Regions from separate parts of the Bos taurus genome. Here region 1 is linked to region 2. A link is a contact called in public Hi-C data. All regions are on one chromosome and are shown on one strand. Each heading gives the region's core, a stretch centred on a gene start, on an enhancer-like site or on the middle of the called end of the contact. The rest is flanking DNA. Distances are from core to core; before and after follow the strand shown. Region 1 holds the start of PEBP1 (phosphatidylethanolamine binding protein 1). Region 2 holds the start of SUDS3 (SDS3 homolog, SIN3A corepressor complex component).

The links. Hi-C and Micro-C count contacts between places; a contact is called where the count stands out from the background.
Region 1: a contact with region 2 is called in a Hi-C map of skin fibroblasts, with 4 times the contacts expected there. The contact joins the promoter of PEBP1 here to the promoter of SUDS3 in region 2. A contact is called at or near these places in 3 of 11 Hi-C or Micro-C datasets (liver, skeletal muscle and skin fibroblasts).

The regions. Positions count from the first base shown.
Region 1 is chr17:57,082,754-57,086,908 of ARS-UCD2.0, reverse strand. PEBP1 (phosphatidylethanolamine binding protein 1) reads left to right here and starts at 2,173. Exons shown (of 4, transcript NM_001033623.2): 1 at 2,173-2,403; 2 at 3,545-3,654; 3 at 4,047-4,147. The coding sequence starts at 2,269. LOC107133301 (a long non-coding RNA gene) reads right to left here and starts at 2,058. Exons shown (of 3, transcript XR_001502215.3): 1 at 1,866-2,058.
Region 2 is chr17:56,876,555-56,880,849 of ARS-UCD2.0, reverse strand. SUDS3 (SDS3 homolog, SIN3A corepressor complex component) reads left to right here and starts at 1,950. Exons shown (of 12, transcript NM_001098891.1): 1 at 1,950-2,223. The coding sequence starts at 2,082.

The DNA of each region.
Region 1 (4,155 bases), core at 924-3,423, 210 kb before region 2:
AAGTGGTTCTAGTTCTCTCTCTCACACACACATTCATTTCAGTTTGTAAAATGAAAAAACAACCAAAAAAGCACAAATGTCCAACATAAAGAAGTGAATAAATTGTGGTGCATCTAAACCATTAAAGTAATGAAGTTTTAAAAAAATTTTTTTCAGGGTGTGGATCATTTTTAAAGTCTTTACTGAATTTGTCACAATATTGTTTCTGTTTTATGTTTTGGTTGTTTGGCTGCTAGGCATGTGGGATCTTATTTCCCCAATCATCAGGAACTGAACCCACACCTCTTGCATTTGGGGAGAAGCCTTAACCAATGGACTTAGAGGGAAGTATCATGAAGATCTATTTTTAAAACAAATATTCTACAATGGTAAAGTAAATGTAATTGTTTTGGTGAACAAACGAACAAAATTATTTCTATTCATAATTTTAAAATTGGAAAGATATGTCCCAAATTGTTACCAATGTTTATGTCTAAATAGTGGAATAGAAGCAATTCTTAATTATTTCTTTGGATTTTTTTAATCTTAATTTTCTACAAAGCACTTGTATTATTTCCTAGTAGTAACTAAAAAACAACAAACAACTTGGGGGGAGGGTAGTGATCAATGTCAAAAATTGTCCTATGGTCTCTTCAGTCGTGTCCCACAATTAGCAACCCACGGACAGTAGCCTGCCAGGTTCCTCTATCCATGGGATTCTCCAGGCAGGAATACTGGAGTGAGTCGCCATGCCCTCCTCAAGGGATTGAATCCAGGTTTCCTGAATTACAAATGGATTCTATAACGTCTGAGTCACCAGGGAAGCCTTAAGGTCACATTAGGTAAGGACTAGTAAATAGTGCCCATCATATTTAGCAAAAATAAAGCTGGTGGCCACAACGAAAGCAGTTTTGAGGCAGAGTCACTCGTCAACAAAGGAGGAATAGTAACTATGGTTTGTTGACTAAAACAAAAATGCACAGCATAGCTCTGAGGAACTGCTTGGAAGAGGAAGGGGGAGAAGCCAGTACATATGTAATTTTGGCTAAAGGGGTATGTGCGATCAAGCTTAAGTCTTAGTATAAGGTTGCTTCTAGGAGCAAATAGTTCATGATTTTAGCGCTTTTTAAAAGAAGTATGGAAAGATGCAAGAATCTGGATTAATTTAAAAAAATTCTTAGAATATATCTAATTATCTAATAGTTTTGCCTTTTCTTCCCCAAAGCACAAAGTGCCTCGTTCTGTCCCGAATACCTCTCAGGGTACCTATATTGTAAATCGGGGACTGCAGTGGCTGACTTCATTCTTTTAAAACCGGATGGTAGCAACTATACTCCAATAAAAATTAATTAAAAAAACACACACACACTAGATGGTGAGCAACATTCCTCGTTTCACAAGTTAAAAAATAATTTCTCAAAAAAAAAAATTTTCCCCCAAATCTTGGCAAGACCAAGTGCGGATAGGAGAATCAAACGCTATGTGCAAATATTCTTGCCAGTTGAGAAAAGCGCAGACAGAAAGAAAGTGAAGTCGCTCAGTCGTGTCCGACTCTTTGCGACCCCATGGACTGTAGCCTACCAGGCTCCTCAGTCCATGGAATTTTCCAGGCAAGAGTACTGGAGTGGGTGGCCATTTCCTTCTCCAGGGGATCTTCCCGACCCAGGAATCAAACCCGGGTCTCCCGCATTGGAGGCAGATGCAAGAGGGGATAGGAGAATCAAACGGCATGTGCAAATATTCCTCCCGGTTGAGAACAGCGCTGACAAGCTCCCCGCAAGACCGTCTCCAGGCCGTTACCGAAGCCAGTGAGCATGCGCGAAAGTACAACGAGGCGGGGCAATGTGGGTTGCTTTAAGAAGTGCGAGAGAAAAGCGAGGCCTTACCATTTCTGCATTTATAAGGTTGAACAAAGAAAAAGGCAAAAAGCTTAAAAAAAAAATCGAAAGTAGCTCAATTGCAATTCTTGAAACAACAGTCTTGCAAGCTCAGTCATAACTCTTCGGAACTCCTACAGCAGCGAGTAGCTAGATCTCCCTCTGCAAAAAGAAAGGCCAAGCTTGGTGCATTGACCCAGGAGCGCCGGACGGCCCGCGATACAGGGCTCGACCAATCAGAGAGCAGAGTGGGGCCCCTCCCCGCCGGTGACTGGAGGAGCAGGGATGAGGCGGGGCGGTGGCTCAGGCGCATGCCCTCCTCGGCCGTGTGACTTGAGGTTCTTCGGTAGTGTGCAGACTGCTGTGAGTCCACAAGCCGCTTTCTCTGCTGTCTGACCCGCTCGGCTCCGCGATGCCGGTGGACCTTAGCAAGTGGTCCGGGCCTCTGAGCCTGCAGGAAGTGGATGAGCGGCCGCAGCACCCGCTGCAGGTCAAATACGGCGGGGCGGAGGTCGACGAACTGGGCAAAGTGCTGACACCCACCCAGGTACCGAGGGCGGAAGGGGTGCAGCTGCTGGAGGCTGGGAGACTCTCAGGTCCGTGGGTCGGCGACCCAGTGGAAGTGGGGAGGACGTTCCGGTCTCTAGTGCGCCGGATCTACCTAGGGAAGGGAGTCGCGGTGCCTAAGCCGCAGGCCTGCTGACCGCTCCCTCCCCGTTACCGGCGCCCGGAACCTGGCACGTGGCGGGCGGGGCTTCCCCTGTGGAAGAAATTGATACACTCTCCTGGGACTTCGAGGAGCAGGCAGGGGAGGAGGCCTTCCCCCGGAGGAAGTGGGCAGTGGCTGCTCACGCCCCCAGAGCGTCCCCTCCCGGCCCGGAATATTAGGCCGCAGTGTGGGGAGTAAAAGCCCCACCCGAGGGCGTTTGACTCATTATGTAACCGGTGAGCAGTAGAGCCCTGTGATTCCTCCTTTGTTTTTAACGGTCTGGAGCTGGAAGCCACCCAAAGGTAGGTGCGTTCTGCAGCTGGAAGGCTCGAGGGTAACGGCCGTGTTTTACGGTTTGGCCTTTGACCCCCGGCCCACCAACCCCACTTGGCTAAGGCCTAACCAGGTTCTGGCTGCTGCCAAGTGGGGGAACTAGGTGCCCGGACACCGTGGCCAGTAGTTGGTCCTGAAGCTTCGGGGCAGCAGTGCGAATAAACAGTGCTCAGATGGTTTATTAATTTAGATGTTTACAGAGTTTCTTGTTTTGGGTGTGTAAAGTGCCCGTCTGGCAGCCTCTTTTTGCCAAACTCACTGTCCACGTCTATCCATCTTGGTTTTCTCTGCCCTTTTAAATATACACTTAATTCAGATTTCACTTTAGCAGGCCCCAGATAATGTGGTCTCCAGTCTAGAGATTGTGTCATTCCAAATAATGTAAGGTTGTAGTCAGCAACCCTTGAAATCCTGACCCACCTCTTTCTGTTAATAACATGCTAGGATACTAGCCCCATAGTGTTGTTGGGACTAAAATAAATAACGCATATTAAACATCAGTTCTGGGTTCTTTGTTGAGTCAGTACAGTTGAGCTTTTATTAATAATTTCTGTGCTTGACCTTTGAGGAATCCAAGGTCAAAGAAAGAGTGCTGGTTTCTTCAGCATTTCTGACTTTTAAGCTCCAAATCTGTTCCTTCCTACAGGTTAAAAACCGGCCCACCAGCATTACATGGGATGGCCTTGATCCAGGTAAATTGTACACCTTGGTCTTGACAGATCCGGATGCTCCCAGCAGGAAGGACCCCAAATACAGGCAAGTTGGAGAAAGATGGGGAATAGTGGGTCATCCAGTGTGACCCAGTGCTTCTTGCAGTGTGTAAGTCCCTTGCTGGACATGCTGTGTGGGAAAAAATAGACTTGATTTGGGGTGTTCACTTCCATGCTTAAACCTGAGTGTGCTTTTTGCTCCCTAGAGCAAGATTCTAGAATAGCCGAGAGCTGGATCTACCCAGGCCTGTTTTTGTACAGCCCCATGAGCTGAGAATGATTTTAACATTTTTAAAAGAGCAATAATACTTTGTGACATGTGGACATTACATGAAATTCAGACTTTGGTGTCCCTAATTAAAGTTCTGTTGGCTGACTTCGCCTGTGAGTATGTACCGACTTCCTGTGATGCTGATGGTCCTCTCTTCCTCCATGCAGGGAATGGCACCATTTCCTGGTGGTCAACATGAAGGGCAACAACATCAGCAGTGGCACGGTTCTCTCCGATTATGTGGGCTCTGGGCCTCCCAAGGGCACAGGTCAGTAA
Region 2 (4,295 bases), core at 701-3,200:
ATGATCATTAACAGATACTATTTTCAATTAAGTAGACAAAAGTAAGCAACATAGACATGCCAGTGTCTTGAAAGGAAACCAATTAGCAATGATATCAACACTTTAAAAAAAATCATTATATCATTGTATCAGTGAACTCTGATTTCTAAAATGTTGGTGCTTTGTTTGGTGTTATTGCTACTGATGGAAACTAGTTGCTCAATATAGTTGATTACAAATAATTTAGACGTGACCCAACAGCATAAAAAAAGAAAATGACTTCATCCTTTGGACAAGAGACAGTTTTGAAGTTTTAGTTTTAAAATAGATGGTGGACCTACAGGAGCCATGCGAATGTCTCTTATTTAGGAGCTTCAGAAGATCTCTGAACTTCTGGGAAGACATTACAGCATTCCATTCTGAAAATTTTTGAGTTTTGTTGGGAGGAAGAATCTGTCAGAAGTAGAGCCAAGATTTTATTTACAACAAAGCATAAAATAAGAAATGTTAAATGGGATGAGAAATAAAATTTTCTTTTTGAAAAGTCTCTGTGGGGACCAATTTAGAGATAAATTTGGTCACAAAGGATTTGATATTGGGTTCCATCCTGGCTTTTACATCTGTGTTCAACTTTACTGCTTGTACATTATTATTTCCTATGGAGACTTGTTTAGTTGCTCAGTTGTATCTGACTGATTTGAGACCCCCTAGACTGTAGCCTGCCAGGCTCCTCTGACCATGTGATTTCCTAGGCAAGAATACTGGAGTGGGCTGCCATATCCTTCGCCAGGAAATCTTCCTGACCCAAGGGTCTAACTCGAGCCTCCTGCATTGGCAGATGGTTTCTTTACTACTGAGCCACCAAGGCAGCCCTATGGAGATTTGGGTGCAACATAAAGAATAGTGTTACTCTGGACAAACCGTTAAACATCTCTGGGCCCTTTTATCCCTTTTCTTACTACACACATCTGGATGAGGGACATCCTCAATTTGTTCATTAAGCAAAGCTTATAATATCATGTCCCCTTCTACTCAGAGTAACCACACAAATGAATTCATACATATATTCAACTTTCTTGTTTTCCAAGTTACCAGCTAGCACTTTCCTTACATGTGTCTAATTAATTTTCTGCAGGCACATGCTCCTCTTGCTCAGTTGAGAGCTGGTTAACAAGTTACTGGATTGGGAAAAACAACCTTTTAAAAAATTTATATTCTGAGAAATATGAGGCAGCTGTACTGCAGAGGACCTGGGGGTGACAGTCTAAACAAAGCAGGCTGGTCGTTACCTTTTTTTTTTTTTTAAGGAAACTGACAGCTCTTTTCTGTAAAATCGAGATAATACCGTACTGAGCAAACCTACACAAGCGAAAAGTCCTCCTACCGACTGGCAAAATACAGTTTTGCTGGCTCCAGCATGGAATATTAGCATCTTCGTTTTCATTTTAGTTCTTCAAAAGCTCTAAGCAGTCAGACGAGAAGCTGGGCTCCTTTTCTTCCGGATGATGACGCAAACTCTAAATGTCTAGGTTTCCCGACCTATAAACGGGATGGTTCATGCCATTCACCTGTTTTAAGTTAGAGACCCACCTCCATCTACGTAGTAGAGCCCTGGGAACCCTTTGGCTCCCAAGTCCCTAAAAAAGCATCTCTGGTTTTGGCTCCAGGCGCCGCCTGGTGGCTGTTTCCGTAAGTGGCTCTGCGCTATAGGGTCCTAGCCGCGGTCGGGCCTGCCCAAGAATTTGCCTAACTTGAGAGCCTGTCTGTGCCCCTCCCCTCTACCCGTCGAGGGTTTTAAAGACGGCGATGAAGGAGATGGCGTTAAGGCGAAGAGGGAGACCGGCGGCCTCGTCACTCCCTCTAGGATGGCGGAGTCAGGCGGTCGTCAGGCAGCTCGCGACCCGGAAGTTGCGGCAGGCGCGAGGCCCCCGTTGCCGAGAGCGGGCGCGCGGGGCGGAGCCTGGCGAAGACGGGGACGGGGTCGCCGGCGCTCCGGCTCTTGGAGTCGGCGGCTCCCTCAGGCGCTGCGACGCGGACGTAGAGCCTGGAGGGCGGGTGGCTGTGGTTCCCGGGGGGCACGCTCAGCTTCGGGCGGAGGCGACATGAGTGCTGCGGCGCTTTTGGCGCCTGCTCCGGCCCCGGCTGGAGCGCCGCCGGCCCCGGAGTACTACCCAGAGGAGGACGAAGAACTGGAGAGCGCCGAGGATGACGAGCGCAGCTGCCGTGGCCGCGAGTCGGACGAAGGTCCGTCTTCCCGCCGGCTGTGCAGCCCCAGGCGGGGGTGGGACGGCTGCGGGAAGGGGTGGGGCTGTCTGGGTGCGGGGCGGGGCAACTTCTGGGCCTTGGGGGTCGGCTGGAGGGGCCGCCCGGAGGAGAGCGGCTCCCGGAGGTTCCCCCGACCTGTGTTCGGGAAGGGGGAACCTCTGAGGACTTGGTTGCAGACAGTTAACGCGGAGAAGGGTCTTAAGGAGCTGTTGTCAGAGCATGTAGGTCCCTTTAAGGTTCTGCTCGTCTCCTCCCAGCTGTCTCCGTTTGAACTTCAGCTTTTCACGGGTTGGAGTGAAAGCCGCCATTCATTGGGTCTACTGAGCACTCCTCGCTTTTTAGTTCCTGAGAGGATCTAAGCAAAAGCCCAGTTTAGCTTCCTAGTTACCAAAGTGTCCCCCCGCGTCGTCCCCCCCCCACCCCCCCCATCCCCGGGAAATGCTTAAGTCAGCCCCGCTCACAGGTTGGTTAAAAGAAGGAGTCCTGAGATCGGCCACATCGAATTAGATCTAAATTTGGCTTAGTGAACCCAGCTTAATGATATCAGGCAATTTACTTAAGCTTCTGAGTCTCAGTTTCTTGAACAGCAGTGGGGCTTGCAGTAGTACCTGCTTCCTAGCGTAGGTGCCAGGATTAAATGAGCTTCAGGCCTAAAGCAGATCTTCCCTAGTGGCTCAGTTGTAAAGAATACGCCTGCCAATACAGGAGGAGACACGGGTTCGATCCCTGGGTGGGGATGATCCCCTGGAGAAGGAAATGGCAACCTGCTCCATTTTGCTTGCCTGGGAAATCCCATGGACAGAGGAGCCTGGTGGACTACAGTCCATGGGGTCGCAAAAAGAGCCAGCGAGGATTTAGCAACTGAGCACATACACTGGCTTAAAGCATGTGAACTGGTCCTTGATAAAAAATACTCAGTGTTTACCATTGGGAAAACACGCTCAGGGAACAGGAGGTAGGGATTTGCTTAATGATACTCAGGTGTTATTTTTTCAGTTCCACAGTCTATATTATCATTACTGAAGTTTGGCAAGTGTGAGGAACACTTTTTGAGGAACTGAGGAAGGAGCTGGCCGCAGGAGGAGAAAGGTGAAGTTTTCAAAGGACAAGAGAGAAGAAAGAGAGAAAGAGAAACATTTGGGTGGACTGGTCTGGCTCAAAATAGCGCGGTGGAGCAAAAGCTAGAGCAGCTGTCTGGAATCAGGAGTATGTTTTATTAATCATCTCACTGTGAGTGGCAGACAGGTGACCACTCAGGGTAGGCTCCTTCACTGAAGGAGGGAGGAAAGGGGGGATGGAGGATTGGATCTGCTGCTGCTGCTAAGTCGCTTCAGTAGTGTCCGACTCTGTGCGACCCCATAGACGGCAGCCCACCAGGCTCCCCCGTCCCTGGGATTCTCCAGGCAAGAACACAGGAGTGGGTTGCCGTTTCCTTCTCCAGTGCATGAAAGTGAAAAGTGAAAGTAAAGTCGCTCAGTCGTGTCTGCAGCAGGCTTTAAAAAGGCAGCTGTGTGTGCAGATACAAAGTTGAAGGAACTTGCTACAATTCTGGTTGAACTACCTTTGAAGGCAAGGCTTAACCAGAGAATTTGAAGGTGAATCCCTTGTATTGCTTCTAATGCCCACAAGGGGGAGCAGTGAAGCAAAAGTTGATTTTCGTTTCCCCCTCAAATAGGACTGTTGAAATTAGGTAGACACTCCAGCCGTTTGCTTACTCTAAAAACAGTGTTTAAAGTATTCTGAAACAGTTTCTGTTTAATCTTCTTGTCCCCTTCCTTCTCCCTTTGAAAATATTTCTGTAGTTAGAGTTCCTTTAGTTGGTTTGGATTCTCCTTTTGTATATGTGCTTGCTCAGTTCTGTCTGATTCTTTACAGCCCCATGGACTGTAGTCCACCAGGCTCCTCTGTCCATGGGATTTCCCAGGTAACAATACTGGAGTGGATTCTCCAGGGGATCTTCCTGACCCAGGGATCGAACCTCCGTCTCTTGAGTCTCCTGCATTGGCAGGCAGATTCTTTACCACTGCGCCCCCTGGAATATATAATGTAAA